Linked DNA regions of Siniperca chuatsi: region 2 is linked to region 1. A link is a contact called in public Hi-C data. All regions are on one chromosome and are shown on one strand. Each heading gives the region's core, a stretch centred on a gene start, on an enhancer-like site or on the middle of the called end of the contact. The rest is flanking DNA. Distances are from core to core; before and after follow the strand shown.

Region 1 (5,670 bases), core at 2,014-4,513:
AGTAGGAGGTCAGGATTTTATGTTGCTCTACCCACGGTCATTTTCTGAATCATTTGTTTCTTTTTTTAATCCTCTGAATAATGATTGGTGTTAAAAAGATGACGGTGCGAGTGAAATAACTAGTTTTTAAATCTGAGTGAGTGATGCACAGCTCCCCTGCTGGTCAAGCAAAAATAACATCCATTTAGCTTTGCCAAAGCTAAGTAGGCTCATCTGCATTTGACCCAGCATGACAGAAAAAGAGGTCAGTAATGAGAAAGAGATGAATAGTTAGCTGAAAATAGAGACATTTTGACAGAAACATGTAGCAGAGTTATTTAAGTACTTTGCCCCATCGACTGAAGTCGAAAGAGCTGGAGTCAAGAACAATAATCCTCTGTGTGCAGCCTCCATGAATGTGGGTGTATGTGTTTTTGTGTGGACTGTTGTGTGAGAGTCTGTTTTTGTTTCAGTATAAACACTGGCTTTCTCTGACATCTAACATGGGGTCATAGTGCTTTGTATTTCTCCAAGAGGAATGGAATGTGTGAACCTGCCACATGCCTCTCCCCTTCTCTCTCTATTCTCTCTGTCCAAATACTAACTGGTGGGTGATTTGCCAATCAGATATGCATAATCAGTTGTCTGGGATACTAGCTCTTTCCTCTGGCATGGAACTTTATTCCCAGCATGCATCTCTCCATGAGACAGAGGTCACCACTCACTGAGGGGAATATCTGATGTTCCATGCATATGATTGAACCTTCGACCTGTTTATTTACATATGTATGATAGTTTATCAAGTTATGAAGGACATAAAAGTAATGGAAATGAAGGGAAAAGGAAAGGGAGAGGGAGGAAAGTTGGACAGAATAGTGTCAGAAAGACAAAATATGAGATGAAAGGGGGAATTTAAGGCCAAATGAAAGGATTAAAGTTGCATACATTTTTTTTGGCCACTAAAAACACAATTTTTACATATTATCATGTGATATAGCAAAAGTGTTAGCAAGCATTTGCTTATTTACACCTCCAGCATACATAGAGCAACATTAGCATTCATTTAGAGTTGTGTTTCTGTTCACTTAATGAATCAAAGTCCAATATTCACTCTCCCTTTACCTCTTGTTTGCTCTGCACCAACTCCTGAGAAAAATATCTGGCTTTTTAGCTTGCTAAATGCTCCACTATGTTCAACTGTTAGATGCTAAATTGCTAACTTTGTCTGTCTACTGTTTGGTACTGGGCAGGTAGCACACAGTGGACTGTTTAGCTGAAAGATAACAAACAGGTTGTTACAACGGCTAGAAATGAGGTTGACGACAGAGGAATTATGGGCCAGAACACCAACGCAATGAGCTAAAAGGCTCCATAGAGTTGAGGTGAACCAAAGGGTTGCTTGATAATTGAATAAAATATATTTATTAGCAGCTTTAAAACTACATTAACAGGTATTTTGGCAATTTTGGGTCAGCACAACAAGCTGTAATTTAAACACAAGATTAACATATTATCACCTTATAAAGTTGTTATCATGAACAAACAACAAACAATTTACTTATCCAGCAGACACTGAGCAGCATTAGCCTCCATTTGCGTCTTCTGACCACCTGACTAATGTAAGTCCAATATTCACTCTCCTTTTGGCTCTGTTTTGGTCTTTGAAAAATATCTGTCTTTAACTTGCTAGAAGCTCCATTACGTTCAACAGCTAGTCGCTAATGTCTTCTTCCGTTTGGTGCTGGGCAGGTAGCATAGGTAGCATACAGTGGGTTTATCAGACCTGTTTTGTTGAAAGAAAGAAGCTACTGGCCACGGCTGGAAAACCAAAACATTTACCTAAAAGAGGCCAAAAGACTCTGTAGATCTGAAGGGGAACAGCATATTTGGGTGATAATTATTTGTGAGCTCGTCAGGTCGAGCAACACCTTGTCATTTCATCCATTGTTAATAAAAAATATTACTGCAGCTTTAAATACACAAGGACAGTCATGAAAATAAATTAAGAGAATGGCATGATGGGACAGCATGACACAGACAAGGAGGGGGTACCAGCATTACTCAGCAGATTGCAGAGGTTGATTTAATGGTGGAATGACATTTTCCCACACACACCCCGCCCACTGCCTGCAGGAGTCACCCTCAGCTGGAATTACTTGGCCACCCTAATCAATAGCCCTGACGTCTCGGTTGCCCTTTTCTCCATCACATGATATACTGTGTGTATGTGTGTGTAACCTGTGTGTGTACATAGGGAGTAAAATCAAGTAGTGCCAGTTTAAGCAGCTGCTCTAGCCTGCGGTGCTATTATGATGCACTGCCCATCTCTGGCTTGCCATAGCTGCTCTCTCTGTACACATGATAGCTGATAGCAGGTTGGATGTGTGGGTCTGTATGTGTGTGTGGATAAATAAAGACAGCCCAGAGAGTCCTTTCCTCTGCTTAGCCTTGTCGTCCCCCCCGAGGGGCTAACCCCTCTGAAGGTCACTGCTCTGCCATAGGACACCACGCCAAATGCCACTGGTCACTGGTGTTTGAATGAACAACACAGACGTCAATGCTGCACTTGTTTGCTCAACAATCAAATGTGAAGGTTTAGTCCTACTATTAAGGAAGGCTTTATTTATGGGTGTGTTGAGTCTGTGTGTTTTTCACTTAAACAAATTCTGTGTAAGCTATACTTTGCTACATTGCCCATGAATATATTCATTAATATCTATATGAATATCTTCTAATCTCTCTGTAATATAATATATATATACAGTATGACAAGATACAACTACATCCCCAATCACTTGCTCATACTCTCTTCTCTTCCCCTCTTGCCTTTTCCTAATTTGTCATTAAAACTTTTATCCTCTATTACCAGATTTTCTCGTCTGCGGAGCCTCAACTTGTCCAACAACCACCTTGGTCAGTTCCCCCTGGCCATCTGTGACATCCCCACGCTGACGGAGGTCAACCTCAGCTGTAACTACCTGTCCTCTGTCCCCAGCTCTGTGGGAGCCATGACCAAGTAAGTAACAGCAGGAAGTTATTGAGGAGACAGACCCGATGTTTAACTATGATCTAAATCTTTGTTAAACTAAATACACTTTAGCTGTAACTCTCCCTACTATTGGCTTGTAATGTTGTTTCACTTATTGTTCCGGGTCTTTACTGCTGAGTTGGGGCCAATGCTTGCTTGCATTGATGCTATCTCAGGGCTGGGGGAAAAAAAAGTTTACATAGCCAAATGTGGAAGTTACCTGGCAACACGCACGTGGCATAACAACCAACATGGTGTACTTTGCTAGTTTCAGCATTTGAGTAAACAACGACAACTTGCACAGATCACCTGTAGTGCTTGCCCGTGGCTTTTTGCCTCAGTCATGGCCTGCCCGTTGTCTGTTTAATGGCTGGTCTATGCAAGTCATGTCACTCCAGTCCTTTCTTATTACTCAGCTGTTCAAAACATTCATTTATATATTCTCTGTCATTTTAAAAGTTTGTTCAGTTTGTTATTAAGCCAATCTGTTGTGGAGAATCCAGTTTTGACCATCTCCTTTTGTATTTTGATGCACACCTTAGCATTTCTTTACAAGCTTGACAATTTATCTCGTATTCCTCTTGAGGACTCTATTGCCAGTAAAACACTGACTCTCTTTGATGAACCACTGAATTACACTTTTGAAATTAATTACTTGGTGACATTGTTACTCTGCCCCCCCCCAAAAAAATCACACTTTTTTTATCTCTAGGCCAACATTTTCAAGAGGATGGAAAAAATAATTTTGCTGTCTGAAAACCATTTAGTTTCTCACGGGAATGCTCAGAATATTTTAAGTTTTGGTTGAGCTCTGGTATCAGCCTCCTTACCTGTGGAAAAGCTCTTTTACTCTGAGTGTCAGCAAAATGTAAAAATGTGTAAAATGAAATTAAATAAGGGTCTTAAACTTGATAATTCATGCATTATCCGGTCCAATTTACCCCACCATGACAATAGGGAATACATAGATTAAGGGAGTCATTTAGTAGCTGGGTCAGTACTGGCATATGGATAGTACATGTCCTTTAAACTCAAAGCTCATTTGAAACTTAACAGGTAAGTGAGTTGAAAGCGGGCTAGATGAGAAATGAATCTGCAGGAATGATCTGGTATGCCTGTAAATTCCTGAAGTGGCCAGTAGGGCATTTATGCTGCTACTGCCATCTGCTGGACATTACGTGTACTGATTATGACTGCTGAAATTGTTGAAGAAGTCCTTGTTGCCACAACATCATTGATCCTGAGCTACACTATCTGTGCAAATAAAGAAAATTCTTTGTTAAAATGCCAGTCTGCCTATCACTTCTTTCATGAATGGAGTCAATCGTCTAATCTTGTGTTCCTCTCTCAGTTTGCAGACGTTCCTGTTGGACGGCAACAGTCTAGATGAGCTGCCCAATGAGCTGGGTTCCCTCCAGAGGCTGAGTTACGTAGGCCTTTCCTTCAACCAATTCAACCACGTGCCCCAGGTGCTGGAGCAGTTGGCGTCCATGGAGAAGCTGTGCATGGCAGGAAACAACCTAGAAACACTCACCCTGCAGAATTTCAGACTGCTCCGTGTCAAACACATCGATCTAAGGTACGGCCATGTAGGCAGGTTATTACAAATATTTTTAAAAATTGCTATTAGGAGATTATGATAGGGATTTTGTGATTGAAATTTGACAACTTTGTCAAGAACAAGCATCACTTTAAGTCCTCAGTCATGCTTGTCCAAAGCAAGGTACTCAATGACACATATTATCCCACTAATGATAGAAAGAAAACCACTAAGAGGAAGCCAAAACACGAGCAGACAGCCAGACAGCACAGAATCAGGAAATCATTTGCCTGTAGTGGCTCCATCAGGTGTCTTCCCACTGTTTGCAAAAGCACAGAGCTGGAGTGACTTGCACTATTTTACCAGTTAATACTTCACTCCTGACTTTGCTTAGACAGGGTCAGTCAATACATTTTCCAGCATTCTCACCTGTTTGGGCAAAGATCACTTGGTATTTCTGAAGGGGATGTGTTCTTATTCTTTGAAAATGAGTCCAGTCAAGTGTTGAAGCAATGAGTCAATGAATTGATGAGTTTGGGGCTGCAACTAACTCATATTTGCATTATTGATTTAATCTGACAAATACGATTCAATCATGAATCATTTAGTCTATACAATGTCAAAAATAGTTAAAACTGCTTGATACAAGTTCCCAGGGGGAAAGATGACTTCTTTAAAATGTGTGTTTTGTGTGAACAACAATTCTAACCCCAAAGATATTCAGTTTACTATCATATAAGAATCTTCACATTTGAGATGTTGGAACCAGCACATTTTCAGAATTTTCCCATGATAAATTACTTAAAATTATTCATTATCAAAATTGTTGCCGTACCTTTTCAAAAGTTTTTATTTCCCAACAGCATTTTTTAAAATTACAGTTTTACTCCATAATGCCTCTTTTCATCACAAAGTCTATGTCTGTCAATTAAGACAAACAGGGAAATGATGTGATTGTTGGCTGTTGCTTTAGCTTGAATATAGTAAACCAAATTCTGGTATTGGTTAATGGGACTGAATAATATATTTATGTCTTTTATATCAGTCTTTGCCTAGATGGTTTCTAATAATTGAATGCTTGAACATAAGATATCATCAGTAGATGACAGAATGATAATCATCT
Region 2 (5,670 bases), core at 982-3,481, 35 kb before region 1:
TCCAGTTCTCATTTTAGCTCTAAGAAACAAACCTGAGCCATTGGGCTGAGCATGAGGTTTTTCATTTTGCTGGAATCAAGGAACATGAATTCAGCAATAATCTGTTTCCTTTTACATGTTGGTGGAGCAACTGAACTAATTTGAAAGTGTTCTTTTTTCATTTTTGAAATACAGAATACCATGTAAAGGATACATCATGCCAATTAAATTCCATTTCTGAATGCATTTGCACTGTTTAAATAATCATTTAAGATAAAAAAACAAAAACAAAATCACCCCAATTCATGTCTTGCCATTTTCAAAGATACTTTTACGGATACTGACACATTCCACTGATTTAGACTAATGTGACATTTATGACCGTAGACTCAATGTTAAGTTTGCACCACTTTTACACTCATTTGTATCCAAGTTTATTGTAAAAAATGATTTTTCAGGTATTTGCAATCAGGCTTTCTTTAACAATACCCTGTAGATTCAGTACTTTATTCCACATGTTACTCATTCTCCTGTAAGGCCTGTATTACTCTTGTATTATACTGTACTTCATTACAAATTTGTATTTAAATAATGACAGGTGTTCAGGTAGTTCAGGTGAAACACATTCAGGCTCAAACCATAAGAGAACTGCTTATGAATGCAATGGTATTGTGGCACACATACTGTAAGAGGTTGGGCCTCGAAATCACAGCTGTCCCATTTTCAGCCGAGGGAGACACTGACTGCAAATAAGTGACGCATTAAAAATCTGCTTAGCCATTTAGATGATAAAATTGTATGACTCTAAAAATGCAAATGCAGCACTAAAAAATAGACACGGTTAAACGTAACCAGTTCAGCAGGACGTTGTCTGTACCTACTCTGACGTAATAAGAAGTTGATGTGTGGCATATTGTATCTTCCCATCTTAGAGGATAGGTTCACAATTTTTCAAGTCGGTCTTAAAACAATAGTCAGGTGCCCATACATTGAAACAATTTGTGCTTATTTACATTGGAAGTGCATTAGGAAGTGATCTTTTAATGAACAGGAGGAATGATTACAGCAAGCTAAAACTGCTTCAATGTACATATGGGCATGTGAGTATTGTTTTAAGACGGACTTTAAAAAAAGTTAACCTACCCTTTAATTCTAGTCACTTTTCATAAAGTTTGTTATGAATCCCCCATGTATACAATAGATTTGAAACCTCCTCACCCTCAAAAGAGCTTTTTCCACTATGGGAGCTGCGAAATAAAGACTGGACATAATTACAGTTATTTTCTGCAGGCCTTCCACTAAGTAAAACATCTACTTGTCACCTTGATAAACTTATTCTGAATTCACATACAAAAGCTGAGGCTGAACTGGTTTTGAAATTGGAACATAAAGTTTATTTAAGTTTGGAAACAAGTGCAGGCTGACAGGATGACACTCAACAGTCCATATGCTTTAAAAGGGTTGACAAGGTGTCCTCAGACCCTTTTCGCCATATAAATTTGATTATATTTGATATTCACATAAGTTTTTATGCTATAGATTTACAATCTGTGTTTCTCAACCAATCAGAGATGAAACTATAGGTCTGTTTTATTGCTTTTGATATATGAAGAAACCTCTCATTGTATCAGTAAACAAGATTTATTTTTTCTAGTTTTAGGTAGGTCTGTAAATCAGTTTGAAAGACATATCTTTTCTCATTTTTTGTAGCGAGACTAGCCTCTTGTTTACATTTAGATCACAGGTTTATGATGGTTTACTTTTTACTCCAATACATTTGTCTGACAGCTTTAGTTACTTTTCAGATGACAATTTTTCATACCCTTCTTGTCCAGTGAAAATCATGTATCTCCAAATTTGGTGATTTTGAATGTGATAAATTGAAGGATTAAGGTCCTTTATGGGTTGAGAAAATTCTCCTACTTCTTAAGATAAATAAACTATTTAACCCCCCCCCCCATTTGGATTAGCTGGAAAATGCTTAGTCACAAAGCTGAAAACAGGTTTTTTTTTCTGAGCTCATGAAAAGTTGACTTTTTAGAGATACGTGGTTCTCACAGGACAGCGATGCTACTAACATGATGATCTTACAGAAGATAATGCATAGCTATAGATTAAACTACCCAACAGTATATAAAGTAGATAAAATTAGCTCAAACTTAAACATCTACAGCAGTAAAATGCAACACACATGAATGCAGCAGTAATATTAATCCAAAAACATCATATAATAGTAAAACACTGACAGGGACCTTTTTTCCTGCAGAATACTTTTACTTTTAAAAATTTAAGTAGGCCTATCTTAATCATACTTACATACTTTTACTTAAGTAAGGTTTTGAATTCAGTATTTTACTTGTTGTGGAGTATTTTCACAGTGTGGCATTAATTAAAGGATCTGCATACTTCCAAACACTAAAACGTTTAATGTAAGGTAAGTTGCACCACTTTAGCAGCCACAAAAGTGTGTGCAAATATTGTGGAATAAAACTTAAAAATAATTGTAAGAAACCCTATATGTAAGTAGACAATAAAACTGGATTTGCACGTGTCTCACCCCTTTGGCTTAGAAATTTAGAAAAAAGGTGACCTGAAAAAACAGTGAAACCACCGGGCTTCCTCTTTCTCAGGGTCACTGCGCCCTCGACAGGAAGAGGTTTAGGTCAAGCCTTGCGGTTCGCTCCACTAGATGGCGAGAAATACAATAGAATAAGAGCATGTAGAATGAGCCGGGCTGTATGGCCTTGTGAAATGGCGTCCTGATGAGATGGTGCTGTTAGTTATTTGCCTAGTCACCACTAGTCTAAAATAAATAGACCTACAGCGAAGCTAAATTTTGCCATGCAGAAAAATTCATTAAAGGGAAATGGCACTGTATGTTCTTGTGAACTGAAGCCTAATAAATTACAGTTAAAAAATGTATATCATGTTCAACAGTTGATAAGTTGTGGCTGCGTACGCAGTAACTTAACTCCAGTGGGTGGCATGGTGGGTTTCTCCACTGTACGCATACACGCAGTGGATATAACACTACAGTACATAAGAGTGCGTACTTCTGGCTCCACATCACACAATTTATACGAGCTATGTTTACACCTCTCATCGGTTCACCGCCTCACTTGTCTGAAACTGAAGAAAAGCTTCTTGGGAAATGCATTCGTGACATAATTTCTTACCAACAGCGGCGATTGCAGCACGCATACTGGCACAATACACTCCCCACAATCCACTGCGTTGTTGTTAGCGACCCCATCTTGTGTCCTCCTCATGAATATATAGCAGTCAGTATTTGCGTAGGAGGTCGGCCGACGTTCATTTCATATTCCAGCGCTGTATCTTGGTCTAAATGGGACGCACAGTCACGTCGCCGCCCTGATATGTCCCGGCGCGCCCAGCCTCTTCTCAGCGAATTGAATCGGTAAAATGTTTTTTTTGGAGCAACGGAGGAGACTCCGACAGGGAAAGGAAGACAAGAGTGAATGACTACTAGTGGAATATAAGTCAGCAACACCGCCCAGCTGACGGACATTTACCGCGCGTTGGGAACGTATTCAGGCTTTTAAATGTAGTGGTTGTAGGTGTAACCAAGTGCGCACCGTTATTTATTTAGAGTGGGGGACTTTTCATTGGCAGAGATGGAAAGTGTGCAGGCTCTCGCTGAGGATGGCGCGTCGGATGGAGGCGCGACCAAGTTAATGAAGAAGCCCAGCGGACTGTCTGTCGCCCCGGGGACTCCAGCGGATGATGGCGGTGGACATTTGGCACCCTCCTGCGTAGAGGCAAAGAACGGGAATACCCTCTCACATTCCGCCTCTACAGTGGGATCTAGTGCGTCAAACCGAACTGTGGCGTCTAATGGCCGGGGCTCATCCAGCAACTCCAGCTCTCTCCTGTTGAGACGAAGGCGCTTGAAGAGGAACCTCTCCGCCGCAGCTGCAGCCACCGCCACCTCAGCTGTCACTGCCGCCTGCGGCGCCAAGATGAACTCGGCCCTGTCCTCTGCGTCTTTACATACTCGGAGTCTGGATAGGAAGACTCTGCTGAAGCACCGACAGAACATGCAGCTGCAGCCCGTAGATCGCGAGTGGGTGAGAGCAGATCTCCACCGGGGCTCCATACATGTCCACGACAGACTGACGCCCTCATATCCCAGACCGGTCCTTTGCACTATGGACACAACAGCCGGCGAGGTGGCGCTCCGTCTGAGTAAACTCTGCAGTAAGTCGAGCTCCGTTATGCGCATTTTTTGTAAAGATAACCCCAAGACTGACCAAAATGGAAACTGCAATATGAAGTATGAATATAATGATAACCCATGTAAGGTGAATGAAGACTCTAGTATAAAATGCAACCACCTGACACCCCTGGAATCCACAGAGTTAAGGGGCCATCCAAGTGACAGGTTGAGACTGCTGCTCATGGGGAATGCAGATGAGAGGCAAAAGCAACAGGACGTTGATGGAAAACTTTTCACCCCAGAATCAGAGTCACAAGACAACATAGCCTGTTCACTGTCATATTTAAACTCTAACTCTAACATGGATACCCCCAATGATGATGACTCTGAGCACAGGAACGGTGTGGACAGCTATGGATTAAATTCTGGCTCAGATGTGGAGAGCAGTGCGTTTGATGAGCTGAGCTCCGGGGCCCGGCTCAGCGAGCACAGGGACTCCCTCAGTGATGACATGGTCCTCGGCACAGAGGCGTCCATCCTCAGCCCCTCATTTGATAGTGCCACAGAGGGCCACGACATGTATGGCAGCTCCTCGGACGAACTGGAGCTTGACTGTCCTGCGTCGAGCACAAGCATGGACCCCATCTCCCAACATCACACCAATGGAATCAACGCTGTCACTGCCAACTACAAGCAGTGCAACAATGGACATTTAAACAACATGTCAAACAACATGGGGCCAGATAGCAGACTCAACCCACACAGTCTGGGCAGCCTGCCACCCAGCAGTAGTGCCGGCTCTTTGTCAAGAGCCTGTTCTACAGGTAATACACCTGACATCCAAGATCTGGACTGTGGCCAAAGTGCTGTAAAATCAGGGCTGACAGCAGATCACAATGGAGATTCCTGTGATTCTAGCCCCACACTTTATGTTCAGCTGCATGGTGAAGCTGTCAGAAGGCTTAGCCCAGATGAGAGGCCTCTGCAGATCCAGAATGACTTTCTCTTTAAGCTTGGATTTAAGGACCCGTGGAGAGTTCAAGAGGAAGGGCTTAACACAGAAATTGGCTCCTTGTTACGTTTCTATGCAGGTAAGTTAAATGATGCCTGAAAGATATAATCACATTCTCTCATGATCAGGTTTCTGCTCATTCTGGGACTTGTTGAGGCCTTCTCTTTTGCACACTACGTGGTTTGGACTGCAGATCATTAGTGTTGTAGTAACAGGTTGGCAACCTGCATAACAAAATGAGGCAGGTACATTCATGCAGGTGTACATTATGCCGTTGTACAAATAGAGCAAAGCAACAATTTATTTCCCTTTTTGCTGAGACAACAGTATAATTTTCACAGGAGAGTAGGGCATATTTCTTAATTTGAAAACTGACCAAGCTCTCGGTGCACACAGTAAGGAGCATGAGCTCAGAGTCTAATGTAGGATTGAAAAGAACAGGCCCACATGTTCCAGATATTATTGCCACACATTGCTTGTGAATGGTGTCAGGCAAGGTGAG

Evidence for each region. Hi-C and Micro-C count contacts between places; a contact is called where the count stands out from the background.
Region 2: a contact with region 1 is called in a Hi-C map of an unstated tissue, with 6 times the contacts expected there. The contact joins the promoter of phlpp1 here to the enhancer-like site in region 1. A contact is called at or near these places in 3 of 3 Hi-C or Micro-C datasets (liver, skeletal muscle and an unstated tissue).

The regions. Positions count from the first base shown.
Region 1 is chrLG13:13,459,539-13,465,208 of ASM2008510v1, reverse strand. phlpp1 (PH domain leucine-rich repeat protein phosphatase 1) reads left to right here. Exons shown (of 17, transcript XM_044220605.1): 5 at 2,849-2,995; 6 at 4,359-4,586. Among protein-coding and RNA genes, the nearest start is that of mep1bb, 21 kb to the right of the region's middle. Within about 2 kb of position 3,263, the one cell type or tissue checked has an H3K27ac peak away from gene starts, as active enhancers do. A contact at or near this core is called in liver, where this site is marked.
Region 2 is chrLG13:13,493,594-13,499,263 of ASM2008510v1, reverse strand. It overlaps phlpp1 (PH domain leucine-rich repeat protein phosphatase 1), which reads left to right and starts at 2,231. Exons shown (of 17, transcript XM_044220605.1): 1 at 2,231-5,247. The coding sequence starts at 3,615. It overlaps LOC122887418 (phosphatase and actin regulator 1-like), which reads left to right. Exons shown (of 12, transcript XM_044220616.1): 12 at 1-225.